3 separate regions of the Mus musculus genome follow, and all the other regions are linked to region 1. Evidence: chromatin contacts called from public Micro-C and promoter capture Hi-C data. All regions are on one chromosome and are shown on one strand. Each heading gives the region's core, a stretch centred on a gene start, on an enhancer-like site or on the middle of the called end of the contact. The rest is flanking DNA. Distances are from core to core; before and after follow the strand shown. Region 1 holds the start of Znrf1 (zinc and ring finger 1). Region 2 overlaps Wdr59 (WD repeat domain 59). Region 3 overlaps Wdr59 (WD repeat domain 59).

Region 1 (3,604 bases), core at 438-2,937:
TGGGGCCTCTCTAAGAACAAACGCTCTTAACCCCTGTGCCAACTCTCCAGCCCCTAGATACACACACGCAATTTGGTTTTTTGTAACAGAGTTTCTGTGTGGCCTTAGCTGTACTGGAACTTGGTTTGTAGACCAGGCTGGCATGGAATTCAGAGATTGTCCTGCCTCTACCTCTCGAGTGGTGGGATTAAGGTGAGCACCACAGCCATGAAAATTTTTGCATTGGCTTTTCTTTTTCTTTTCTTTTCTTTTCTTTTTTTTTTCGAGACAGGGTTTCTCTGTATAGCCTTGGCTGTCCTGGAACTCACTCTGTAGACCAGGCTGGCCTCGAACTCAGAAATCCTCCTGTCTCTGCCTCCCAAGTGCTGGGATTAAAGGCATAGGCCACCACTGCCCAGCTTGTTCGAAGCTTTTAGCTCACCCCCAGCACTCTGTGCTTGCAAACAACCATCTTTCTGTGGCCTTCCAGGCTAGTCACACTGGAAGAGACAAGTCTATTAGCCCCTTTAAATCTCCCTCCAATTCCATTTTCGGAAGCACGGAGCCCACTTGACAGAGTGACAAGAGAAGGTCAGGTTAGTGACTGGGTGATGCTTACGGTGCTCAGAGCTGAGCACTTGAAAAATTATTTGCTCAAAGAATAAGCAAAGTGAAAATATGAGAAAGACTGGGACTGACCTGGCAAGGTGAGTCTCTGTTGCAAAATGCAATTTGGTCAACAAATATTTATTGAGTACTGTGCCCTTGCCTTGTGGCTCTATGTCAAAATATGGCTCTATGTCAAAATACATGATAAACAAAACAGCAATCGGCCTTGGGCAAGGAGTTTCTAAAACAGCTTTCCCGCTGCATGGTTCTTACTTTTTTTTTTTTTTTAATCCACCTATTGATTTTGAGGATTATATTCTAGCCTAAGGAATCGATTCAGACCCAAATAGTTGGTTCTGATCTAACGACAGCAAAGTCTAGGCGCCACTGGGGCACTGTTGTATCTCCTAACAGCTAATCCCAAATGTGTTTGGGTCCAAGCTGATTCCCTCCTCCCCCCCCCCCCCCGCCCCCCATGCTAAACTTCCTAAGGTTGGCTGGGGTCCTTGGATGGAGAACCTCCAAACGAATGGACAGCATATCCACCAGAGGGTGCTGTGAGGGCAGGTCTGTGGCGGGAGGGGAGCTCCCCCAGTGACCCTTCAAACCCAGGTAGGCTTTATTAGTTGGTTTTTCTTTCTTCTCGGTGTTTCCTTCCTACCCGCTAAAACCGTCGTTACCCCTCCCCCCACTCAGGGTCTCGTTTTGAAGACATTGATTCGACTTTCGCCGCGACTCCAGCAGAGCTGTGATCCAGAGGAAGTCTGACCTCTGTCGCAGACGCCCGGCGGCTGGAGACGTCCTGTCCCTGGACCGCCCGGGGCGCAGGCGGTAGGTGGGTGGGGACCTCCAAGGCCGCAGCTCGCTGCTGCGCCGCAGGGGCCGCGAAGGGGTTAACCCGGCGGGGGGGGGGGTGCGGGAGGAGGGAGGGGGCGCGGGCCGCGCGTGCGCTCTGCCGCCCTCCATTGTCTCCACGGCGGCGAGGAGCGCCGGCGAGCGCAGCCCGGGACGGAGCGGGGCGGTGCGGCTGGCTGGCGGGGCCGGCGGCGGCTGGAGCCGGAGCGCGACGCCACGCGACCGCGGCTTCCAGAGCTCCGCCTGGCTGCCCCACCGCCGCGAGCCCTCCCGAAGCCTGGAGGAGTGAGGGCCGCCGGCGCGGGCTGAGGAGTCCTGAGACGGGGGACGCGAACGGCGCGGCGCCCGGAGCCTCCGCCGCTTCCTGCTGCGGGCGAGCGGCCTCCTCCGGCTCCTCCCTCCCTTCGCTGCGGCTCCTTAGGCTCCGGAGCCCGGGGGCGGCCTGTGGCGCGAGGCGCCGGCTCTGGACCGCGCTTCTTCGGACCTTAAGGGGAACATGCATTCGGCTTGGACAGTTTGAAATTCTTAGTTTGGGGTCCCCGCTCGCTTGCTTTTTCCACCCCGCGGATTTTTTTTGAGGATTCCCCCCCTCACCTTTTTTCATTTTTCTCCCCTCGGGGCTCTTTTGTGACTCTCCCCAACCCCAACCCTCCGCCTTTATGTTCGCCCAGACCTCCACCCGCTTCTGAGTAGTGGGGGAGGGTTTCAGCCTCCACGTTCCCGCCCCACCGGGGCCCCGGCGAACATGGGGGGCAAGCAGAGCACGGCGGCCCGCTCTCGGGGCCCCTTCCCGGGGGTCTCTACGGATGACAGCGCCGTGCCGCCGCCGGGAGGGGCGCCCCACTTTGGGCACTACCGGACGGGCGGCGGGGCGATGGGGCTGCGCAGCCGCTCGGTCAGCTCGGTGGCGGGCATGGGCATGGACCCCAGCACGGCCGGAGGGGTGCCCTTTAGTCTCTACACCCCCGCCTCCCGCGGGACCGGCGACTCCGAGAGGGCGCCGGGCGGCGGAGGGTCCACGTCGGACTCCACCTATGCCCACGGCAATGGTTACCAAGAGACCGGCGGCGGTCACCATAGAGACGGGATGCTGTACCTGGGCTCCCGAGCCTCGCTGGCGGATGCTCTACCTCTGCACATCGCACCCAGGTGGTTCAGCTCGCACAGTGGTGAGTCCGCGGGTGACGGAGGCCTTGAAGGGTGGAGTGCAAGGGAGGGCGCGCCGGGGCGCCCGAAACCTCTTAATGTGCTAAGGTATGGGTATGAAGCTAACTCCTGCCCTTCCCCTGGTTCCTTCCATGTCAGAGGATGAATAGGATCAAATAAGATAACTACTGCCTAGGGGGAAAGCTGCCTACTAGGCGTGTGGAGCCGGGTACCTTAGGACTGCAGGCATGTGTTCACTTGTGGATGGCTGAGTGAAACCTGCCTATTGAGGTCGCATTTATTAGCGTCATGATCCTCAAAGGTCTTCTTGTCTGAGACTCTTCATTTCTGCCGCTGCAGCATGGTACCTACCTTTCTGGTTAAGGAGGTAGTGTCTCCTAAACAAAGAGTGAGAAAAGAAATAAAACTAGGGGCGAGTGATTCTTGGATTAGGGTTCTTATTCTCGCTAGGAAAGGGAGGTGGTTTGTTTTTCCACCCGACTGGTTTGCTGTATCAATTGTTTAAAATGGAACAGGAGGCTGGCTTAGACAGGTGTGGTCTGCTATGTGGAAAGCCTCCGTCTTTGGGTTTGCAGGACCAGGATTCTGGTCTGCATGCAGTAGATTTGGCTCAGGGATTCTCACATCCCTCCATCTTTTTTCCCCTGCTCCACGATAAGTGCTTGTTCTTCCCGTGATTGTGCATCTTTTTTTTTTTTTTTCTTTTCATAGAGCCCAGGAGAGGTGGGGTGGTATTGCCCCACAGCTGGCACATGACTAGGGAAGAGGAAGATGGAAAGGATGGAGATGAACTCATTCTGTGCACTTCTGGTGACAGGCCAGGAAAAGGCTGGAGGGGGATTTCCCAGGCCCTGGCTGGTGGTAGGGCAGCAAAGGCCTGGCAGAGACTTCTACAGGAAAACAGGTCTGTCTGCTTGGCTGTCCTGAGAAGCCAGGGCAGGCCTCTAGAAAACTGGTCAAAAGGGGTGTGGGGTTGCTGCTTGTTAACTACCAG
Region 2 (3,613 bases), core at 762-3,261, 35 kb before region 1:
TCTTTCTTTTTTTTTGTTTGTTTTTTGTTTTTGTTTTCAAGACAGGGTTTCTCTGTGTGGCCCTGGGTATCCTGGGGTTTTTACTCTGTAAACCAGGTTAGCGACAAACTCAGAGATCTACCTGCCTCTGTGTCCCAAGTGCTAGCATTAAAGGCATGTGCCACCACGCTGGGCTAATTCGGTATCTGAATGATGAAAGCACTTACTGCATGTACATGAGCGGTACTCCCCAGTCCTAGCCCTTGCTTGGCTCCCTGAGGACTCTCCAATTGCTGAAGGCTCCCCTCTACTACTTCAGAATGCCATGATTCTCCTCAGGTGTTGTCCTGAGACCCACAGACTTAAGAGCTGGTCTGCAGGTAAGGGGGCCATATTTGGTCAGGTTAGAGACACACACCTTATTGCCTCAGACCACTGTTGCTGGTTTGAACAGTCTGTCCCCCTCCATCTCTGGCTTGTCACCTGTCTACACTCCCTGCTGGTGGGGTAAAACAATGAAAGTCCCTGCCACGTGGGAGACAGTGACCTGGCAGCCACGGGACCTCCAATACACTGATGGCCCACTGGGAATGACCAGCTCTGACCATCAGCAAAAGAGCTGCTCCTGGACACGGCAGGCCTCAGGCCGGGGGCTCCTTTGACTTTACCTCATGAGGTGCAACCATATGATGAGGCCATTAGCTTCCCTACCCCGCCTCACCCCAGACAGACGGAGAACAGACGCCTCACAGAGCCATAAGAGCTAAGCAGATGTCTTAGCAACTCATCACTTGCCCCCTCTGCAGACCAGCTCAACTCGCAAATGCCAGCATCTGTGCTGCTTTGCCAAAGGGATTTGTCTGGTCTCTGAAGACTGCTTTCCAGAACCCTGGCAAGCCTAAAGAGTCGAGGCATTCACACTTCTGGGGGCAGCCATCAGCTCTGACTGCAGTCCCCTACCCCCCAGGCCCTCCTCAGGTCACAGCTGAGGAAGGAGTTTCCTCGTGGCCATCCATAACTGCCTGTCTTCTTTATCCCTGGCAGCTCTTCTCTTACCTCTTACTATACCTGCTCTCACAGCCTGGTCTAGGATCTGCATCCATGGGAACCAAACTAAGACACTTAAGCTCTAACAAAGTTCTCAGCGGTCCACCAAAAGGCCATGGCCTCTCATTGTTCTTACTTGATATCCCAGATGTAGATGTAGGTGTCCACAGAGCTGGTGACCAGGAGATCTGGCTCAAACACTGCCCAGTCCAAGTCGCTGACAGAGACAAACAGAACAACAGAAAGACAGAACATCAATGTCATATTCAAAAGCATTAACAAATTCCGTTTCTAATGGTTTCATGTCTTCACAGTATGCCTCCTAACACGGCTCAGGGCAAGGCACTAAAGCTCTGTGCGAAAGAACAAGAGTTAACCGAGCTGGGAAGGAAACTCAGGTCCGTCTCCCTAGAACTGCTGGCCATAATCCTGTCTACTCTTGAAAAGACATGGGGCATTCACCTCACAACATGCACTGAGGTGGATGCTGCAGACGCCGCGGGCCACAGCAGGAGGATGCTGCAGCAAGCTCCTGGCCATCCTGCCCTTTTTCTGAGTCCTGATCCAAAAAAGCACAGCTTCCTTTTCTTTTTTTTTTCTATCTCTTTGTAAGCATGCTTTCTCTAAAGTTCCCCTCCCCACAAACATGGCTGACCCATGTACGCAGGTTTGACCCAAACTGCCTGGCCTTTTCCTCTTCTCCACCTTCCTCCTCCGGGCGGCTATGAGACTGTGGCTAACCTAACCCTGGAGCTTTTCTTTGCAACTCTATTAAATTGCCCTTAAGACTTAAAAACAACAGCAGACAAAACATAAGCTCCCCCCTCCCCTAACAACTCCCACTCTTCCTCGCCCTACTCTCTCCTTCTCCCCTCTCTCTGAATAAACAGACAAAACAAGGAGGAAGCATAGTGTGATCTCTGAGTTATCAACCACGGGAGCCTTGGGTAAACCGTCTTAAGCAGTGACAAAACTGTTCCTTCCTGCCTGTTACCCTCAGTCCTAGGAAAGGCAGCAATCCTCAGACACTGTGTACACACATTGTGTATCTCACCTTTCCTATCACTTCCAGGTCAGATGACTAACTTTTCCTATCATTTCCAGGTCATCTCCCCCAGCCCCACACTCCCTGCTAGTACTCTCCAGGAAAAGGAAATAGCAACCTTGTAGAAAAGAGGATCAGGGAGCTCTGGAAAGCAAGCCCCTCGTGGAGGCAGCTCTGAAACAGGAGCCCCCCGAGGCTCCACCCATGGCTGCTGCCGGGGTGTCTTGGCATGCTGGCCACTACGGACACCAAATAGGGAGACTGTTTCATAGCAACAACTCCTTCCTGCAGTAAAACTCAGCCCTGACCTGTACTTTGGTCTAGGCTGTAGCCAAGTTATGCTTCCTAAATTTTAAGTGGCTGTGCTCTCCGTTATCTGTAGGCACTTTGCCTGGAAGTCTGAGCCCTGCTGGCTACTCAGGGCAAAGGCGATACAGCAGGTCAAGCATGTGAAGAGGCTGGCGTCTTCCTTTCATTCATCAAAGGACTGTGACGAAGTGAGACAGGCCAAGGAGCTGCCCAGGGGCAATGCCTACCTGATAACTCGAGTGTGCCCCTGTAAAGTTGTACCAACTTCCCCGCTGCCATCTTTCCACTTATAAAGGTCGACCCGTTGATTACTCTGAGAGGAAGCAAGGACGAGAAGACAGTGAGTGGCTCGGCACATACCTGGGGTGTTAGCTCTCCTAACTGCCTAAGGTAAAGGAGGTGAGGTACAGAAGCTGACTTTATGGCAGATTCTCTGGGTTCAGCTTTTAAAAAACCAGTCCATTAAGTACTGGAACACAGCTTAGTCAGAGAGCATGAGAGCCTGAGTCTGATGCCCAGCATCCATATGAAAAGCTGGGAACAGAATTTCTGCACTGGGGACGTGGAGAGAGGAGAAACTCTGGGGGTTACTGGCCACCCAGCTGAGCCACCCAGCAAATTAGTGAACTCCAGGTTCAGTAAGAGATCCTGTCTCAAAAAAATATGGTGGAGAATGGTCAAGAAAGACATCCCACAATGACTTCTGGCCTCTACATACATGTATGCACACATGCAAACACGTGCACACAGATACACACATACGCACGTGCACACATGAGCAGGAACACATATCCACATGACACACACACACAATAGTAATCATAAGGGGTCAGGCACAGAAATCTACAGTTGCTCTGGGGGAGTGGTTATCAACCTGTGGGTTATGACCCCTTTGAGGGTCAAATAACCCTTTCACAGGGGTTGACTTCTGCATATTAGATATTTACGTTGTGGTTCATAAGAGTAGCAAAACTATAGCTATGAAATAGCAGCAAAAATAATTTTATGGTTGGGGGTCACCACAACAATGAGGAACTATGTTAAAGGGGCGCAGCATCAGGCAGTTGAAAGCCACTGTTCTAGAGAAAAGAATGGAGGCAAAGGATCGAGAGAAAGGTGCCAGAGATGACATGACCCAAAATCTTTTTGGAGAGTGGTAAGTTTCTCAGAAAACAAAACAAAGCTAGGTATAATCCTGGGGAATTTACAAATAGGCACTCAAAACCTGCAGAG
Region 3 (3,596 bases), core at 317-2,816, 52 kb before region 1:
TAGTGACTGTGGGGCCAGGGGCAATGGGGTGTGGGATGGGTAGGAGCAGGGGCAATGGAGAGTAACTGATAACAGGTATAGATGTTCTTTTAAAAGACTTTCTATCTGTATGCATGTGTGCCACATGCTTGTAGTACCCACAAAGGCTTGGGGAGGGACTCAGGTCCCCTGAATTAGAGTTACAGTTATGAGCTGCCATGTGAGTGCTGGGAACCTAACTTGGGTCCTCTGAGAGAGTGGCTAGTACTCCTAATTTCTGATCCATCTCTATAGTTGCATAAAGGAGTTTTTAAATTTTTTTTGAGACAGGTCTCACTATGTACTCCAGGCTAGTCTGGAATTTGATATAGAGCTAAGGCTGACCTTGAACTCATGAACGTCCCTGAGTGTTGAGACTACAGAAGTGTGCTACCACACTTGCTGGTTACAGTGTGGTGGTTTGAATAGGTGTGGTCCCCATAGATTCCTGTATTTGAATGCTTGGCTCATAGAGAGTTGTACTCTTAGGATCTGTGGCCTTGTTGGAGGAAGTGTGTCAGAAGTTCAAATCAGTTCTCTCCCAGCTGCCTGCAAATCAGGATGCAGAACTCTTAGCATCTTCTCCAGCACCATGTCTGCCTGCACACTTCCCACCATGACAGTAATGGACTAAACCTCTGGACTACAAACCAGCCCCAATTAAATATTGTCCTTTATAAGAGTTGGCATGGTTGCAGGATCTCTTCACAGCAATAGAAATCCTAACTAAGACACAGAGGTTTCTTTGTTGAATTCTGTTTTGTCTTTTGTTCTGGAATTAGGCAATGGTGGAAGCTGCACAACTCCCCAATCAAGGCCTTTCTGAAGGCTGACCACCATTGTTCTCAGCAGACCACCACTGTTCTCAGCAGACCACCACTGCTCTCAGTAGACCACCACTGCTCTCAGTAGACCACCACTGTTCTCAGTAGACCACCACTGCTCTCACCAGATCACCACTGCTCTCAACTGGGACAACAGCAGTGCAGGCTAAGCTGATACAGAGAAGCCATTAAAGTAGCCTTTAGGTCTGTTGATTTCCATTGTGGCCAACTAGAAAAAGCAACTGAAGTCAAGTTAGTGAAGAGAGCTAAACCTAAAAACCTCAACTATTCAACTACATTTAAATATTCAAATATTATGTCTTCCCACCAAACAGCTGCTGGCCTTTGAAGTCATTTTGTACCTTGTGTCTCAATTTCTTCATCTGTGAAGCGTGATAACTCTGCATTACAAAACAGCTTTAAAGACTAAACAAATCACAGCACTGTAGTACACATTCCTATTGTGAATACCTGAGCTCCCAAAGCCCTTCTTGGAGTGATACTCAGGTCTCTGAAACAAAGATTCTTGAAGTCTACACACACACACAGACACAGACACAGACACACACACACACACTGTTCCACATTGAGAGCCAGGCCAATCCAAGGCTTTCAGAGGCCCCGCTGAAACAACAAAAAGAACCAAGTTTTATGTTATGTCCTTGCTCAGGAGCAGACTTGGCAAGGTTTAGTCTGGGGCTGCGGTCTGGGCATCAAACAAGTTAAGGTTTTGGTTCCTGGGTACTTGGCTTTTCCCCTTGAAGAGACTGGAGTTATCAGTCCCAAGGCCGCTGTGCTGAGCATGGGGTATCACAAGTACATTGCAGACCAGGCTCCCTTCGTGCAACACAGCAGCTTGATTAGCATCTTGTGGACTTTGTCCCATTGTGTGACAGCCAGTTTCTACTGACTTCATCCCATGTCTCCCCTGGAAACTGTATATGTGAGATGCTGTATTTCTTAGTAAGTTTGCTTAGCCTAAGACATAGCTTGTGCAAGACCTCCTGATCCCAGGTTAACGTTTTCTTTATTGTCTCATCTTCTGGCCTCACTCTCCTTAGATTCTGTCACTGAAGAACAACCTGCTGATCCAGGTCTGCTCCAAGTACTAAGTGAACAAGAGGCTTTGGTCATCTTCTCACTCTGAATTTACAGAAGAGGAAACTAGCTCACAAAGGGGAGATGGAAGAGCACAGTATAATAGCATGGAGAGACAGGAGCTGCAGCTCCAAACTCAGCTCTGCCATTAGCCTGCCCCGTATTCCTGACAATCAGCAGGCCTTCCTTGAGCCAATATCATAAAATAAGGGGATAGAATTCTGGGTGCTACGGAGATGCTATGGTACATGAGCTTCAAAAAATGTCTATGTTTTTAAAACTTCTATTTCTACAGAAACGTGTGAGTTAAAAATGAAGACTGGAGCTAGAGAGATGGCTCAGCAGTTAAGTGTGCTTCTTGTTCTTCCACAGGGCCAGAGTTCTCAGTGCCTGTGTTGGGCAGCTCTGACAGAGACTCTGACAGAGACTCAGTGTATAACTCTGCCTTACCTCCACATTGACATTCCGGATCTGCACGTTGATCAAGGAGAACTCCTGTTGCAGAGTCTGGGGGAGGCCTAGTTGGTCTGATCTCTTCTCTTCCAGCAAACTGCTGGGAGGGTCTTCCTTTATGGCTACCAGGAGAAACAGGCAATATTGGAAATGTTTTAGAAATGTTTTAGTCAGTTCTGGGGTCTCTGCTATGTAACTCTGGAACGCAGAGTGGGGTCCCTCCCCTAGGACATCAGTTACATTACCATCTTCCTCTCCATGGCTTAAGCTGGGCTGGTGATCTATGTCTTGAGGATGTGGGGTCTTCTCTGGTTCCGGCAGGAGAGAGATGCTCTCAATGAACTCATCAACACCATCCAGTATGTCATTGGCACAGAGCTGAAAGCAAGGGCAAAGGGTGGTGTGCAGAGTAGGCGTCAATGCTGAAGTGTTTTCCTAGTGTGCCCAAAACCCTGCGTTTGATTGACAGCAACACCAAAAACCAAAAAACCAAAACATAAGGATAAAGATGTAGGGCTAGAGATGTAAGAGAAATGGTCACTGTGTCTGACTCAAGAGTTCTTTCTTTAAAATGGGAATCATAAAGGACAGAGAGTAGTCAAGAACTGGCATCCTCGAGCTGGGGAGATGGCTTAGTGGTTAAGAGCACGGACTGTTCTTCTGAAGGTCCTGAGTTCAAATCCCAGCAACCACATGGTGGCTCACAACCATCTGTAATGAGATCTGATGCCCTCTTCTGGAGTGTCTGAAGACAGTGTATTTACATATAATAAATATAATCCCAGCACTCGGAGGCAGAGGCAGGCAGATTTCTGAGTTCGAGGCCAGCCTGGTCTACAAAGTGAGTTCCAGGACAGCCAGAGCTATACAGAGAAACCCTGTCTCGAAAAACCAAAAAAAAAAAAAACCAAAAAAACAAAAATATATACATATATAATAAATAAATCTTTTAAAAAAAAAGAAGAAGAAGAAGAACTTGTACCCTCAAATAGGTTTTACCCATCACCAAAATTCCTTGGTTAAATAAAAAGGATAATTGACTCTATTATCATATTGTCTTTTTCCACCATGATCAGAGTAAAAATGCTGAGGAAAAAAAATCTACTTAAATTCCAAGTCTTAGTGGAGTTATTCAGTTAACTCACAAGTACAAATACCATAAGCCCAAGCATTTGGACCAAATGGAATATTCTGGAGAAAAAC

The links. Promoter capture Hi-C pulls out the DNA fragments that hold promoters and counts their contacts. Hi-C and Micro-C count contacts between places; a contact is called where the count stands out from the background.
Region 2: a contact with region 1 is called in a promoter capture Hi-C map of liver, with 2.0 times the contacts expected there. The contact joins the enhancer-like site here to the promoter of Znrf1 in region 1. A contact is called at or near these places in 4 of 39 promoter capture datasets (the C10 cell line, frontonasal cranial neural crest and liver), 5 of 115 datasets of contacts at active chromatin or transcription factors (the SCID.adh cell line, embryonic fibroblasts and embryonic stem cells) and 3 of 9 other capture datasets (adipose tissue, liver and pancreatic islet).
Region 3: a Micro-C map of granulosa cells shows a contact between it and region 1, with 2.1 times the contacts expected there. The contact joins the enhancer-like site here to the promoter of Znrf1 in region 1. A contact is called at or near these places in 6 of 39 promoter capture datasets (the 3T3-L1 cell line, frontonasal cranial neural crest, hematopoietic stem and progenitor cells and 2 more), 2 of 484 Hi-C or Micro-C datasets (granulosa cells and uterus), 4 of 115 datasets of contacts at active chromatin or transcription factors (CD8 T cells, the SCID.adh cell line and embryonic stem cells) and 2 of 9 other capture datasets (adipose tissue and pancreatic islet).

The regions. Positions count from the first base shown.
Region 1 is chr8:111,534,953-111,538,556 of GRCm38.p6, forward strand. Znrf1 (zinc and ring finger 1) reads left to right here and starts at 1,688. Exons shown (of 4, transcript NM_133206.4): 1 at 1,688-2,612. The coding sequence starts at 2,189.
Region 2 is chr8:111,499,875-111,503,487 of GRCm38.p6, forward strand. It overlaps Wdr59 (WD repeat domain 59), which reads right to left. Exons shown (of 26, transcript NM_001170742.1): 4 at 2,608-2,693; 5 at 1,163-1,243. Among named protein-coding and RNA genes, the nearest start is that of Wdr59, 20 kb to the right of the region's middle. Within about 2 kb of position 2,012, at least 7 of the 459 cell types and tissues checked have an H3K27ac peak or open chromatin away from gene starts, as enhancers often do. A contact at or near this core is called in liver, where this site is marked.
Region 3 is chr8:111,482,700-111,486,295 of GRCm38.p6, forward strand. Wdr59 (WD repeat domain 59) reads right to left here. Exons shown (of 26, transcript NM_001170742.1): 12 at 2,639-2,771; 13 at 2,391-2,515. Among named protein-coding and RNA genes, the nearest start is that of Wdr59, 38 kb to the right of the region's middle. Within about 2 kb of position 1,567, at least 8 of the 459 cell types and tissues checked have an H3K27ac peak or open chromatin away from gene starts, as enhancers often do. A contact at or near this core is called in granulosa cells, where this site is marked.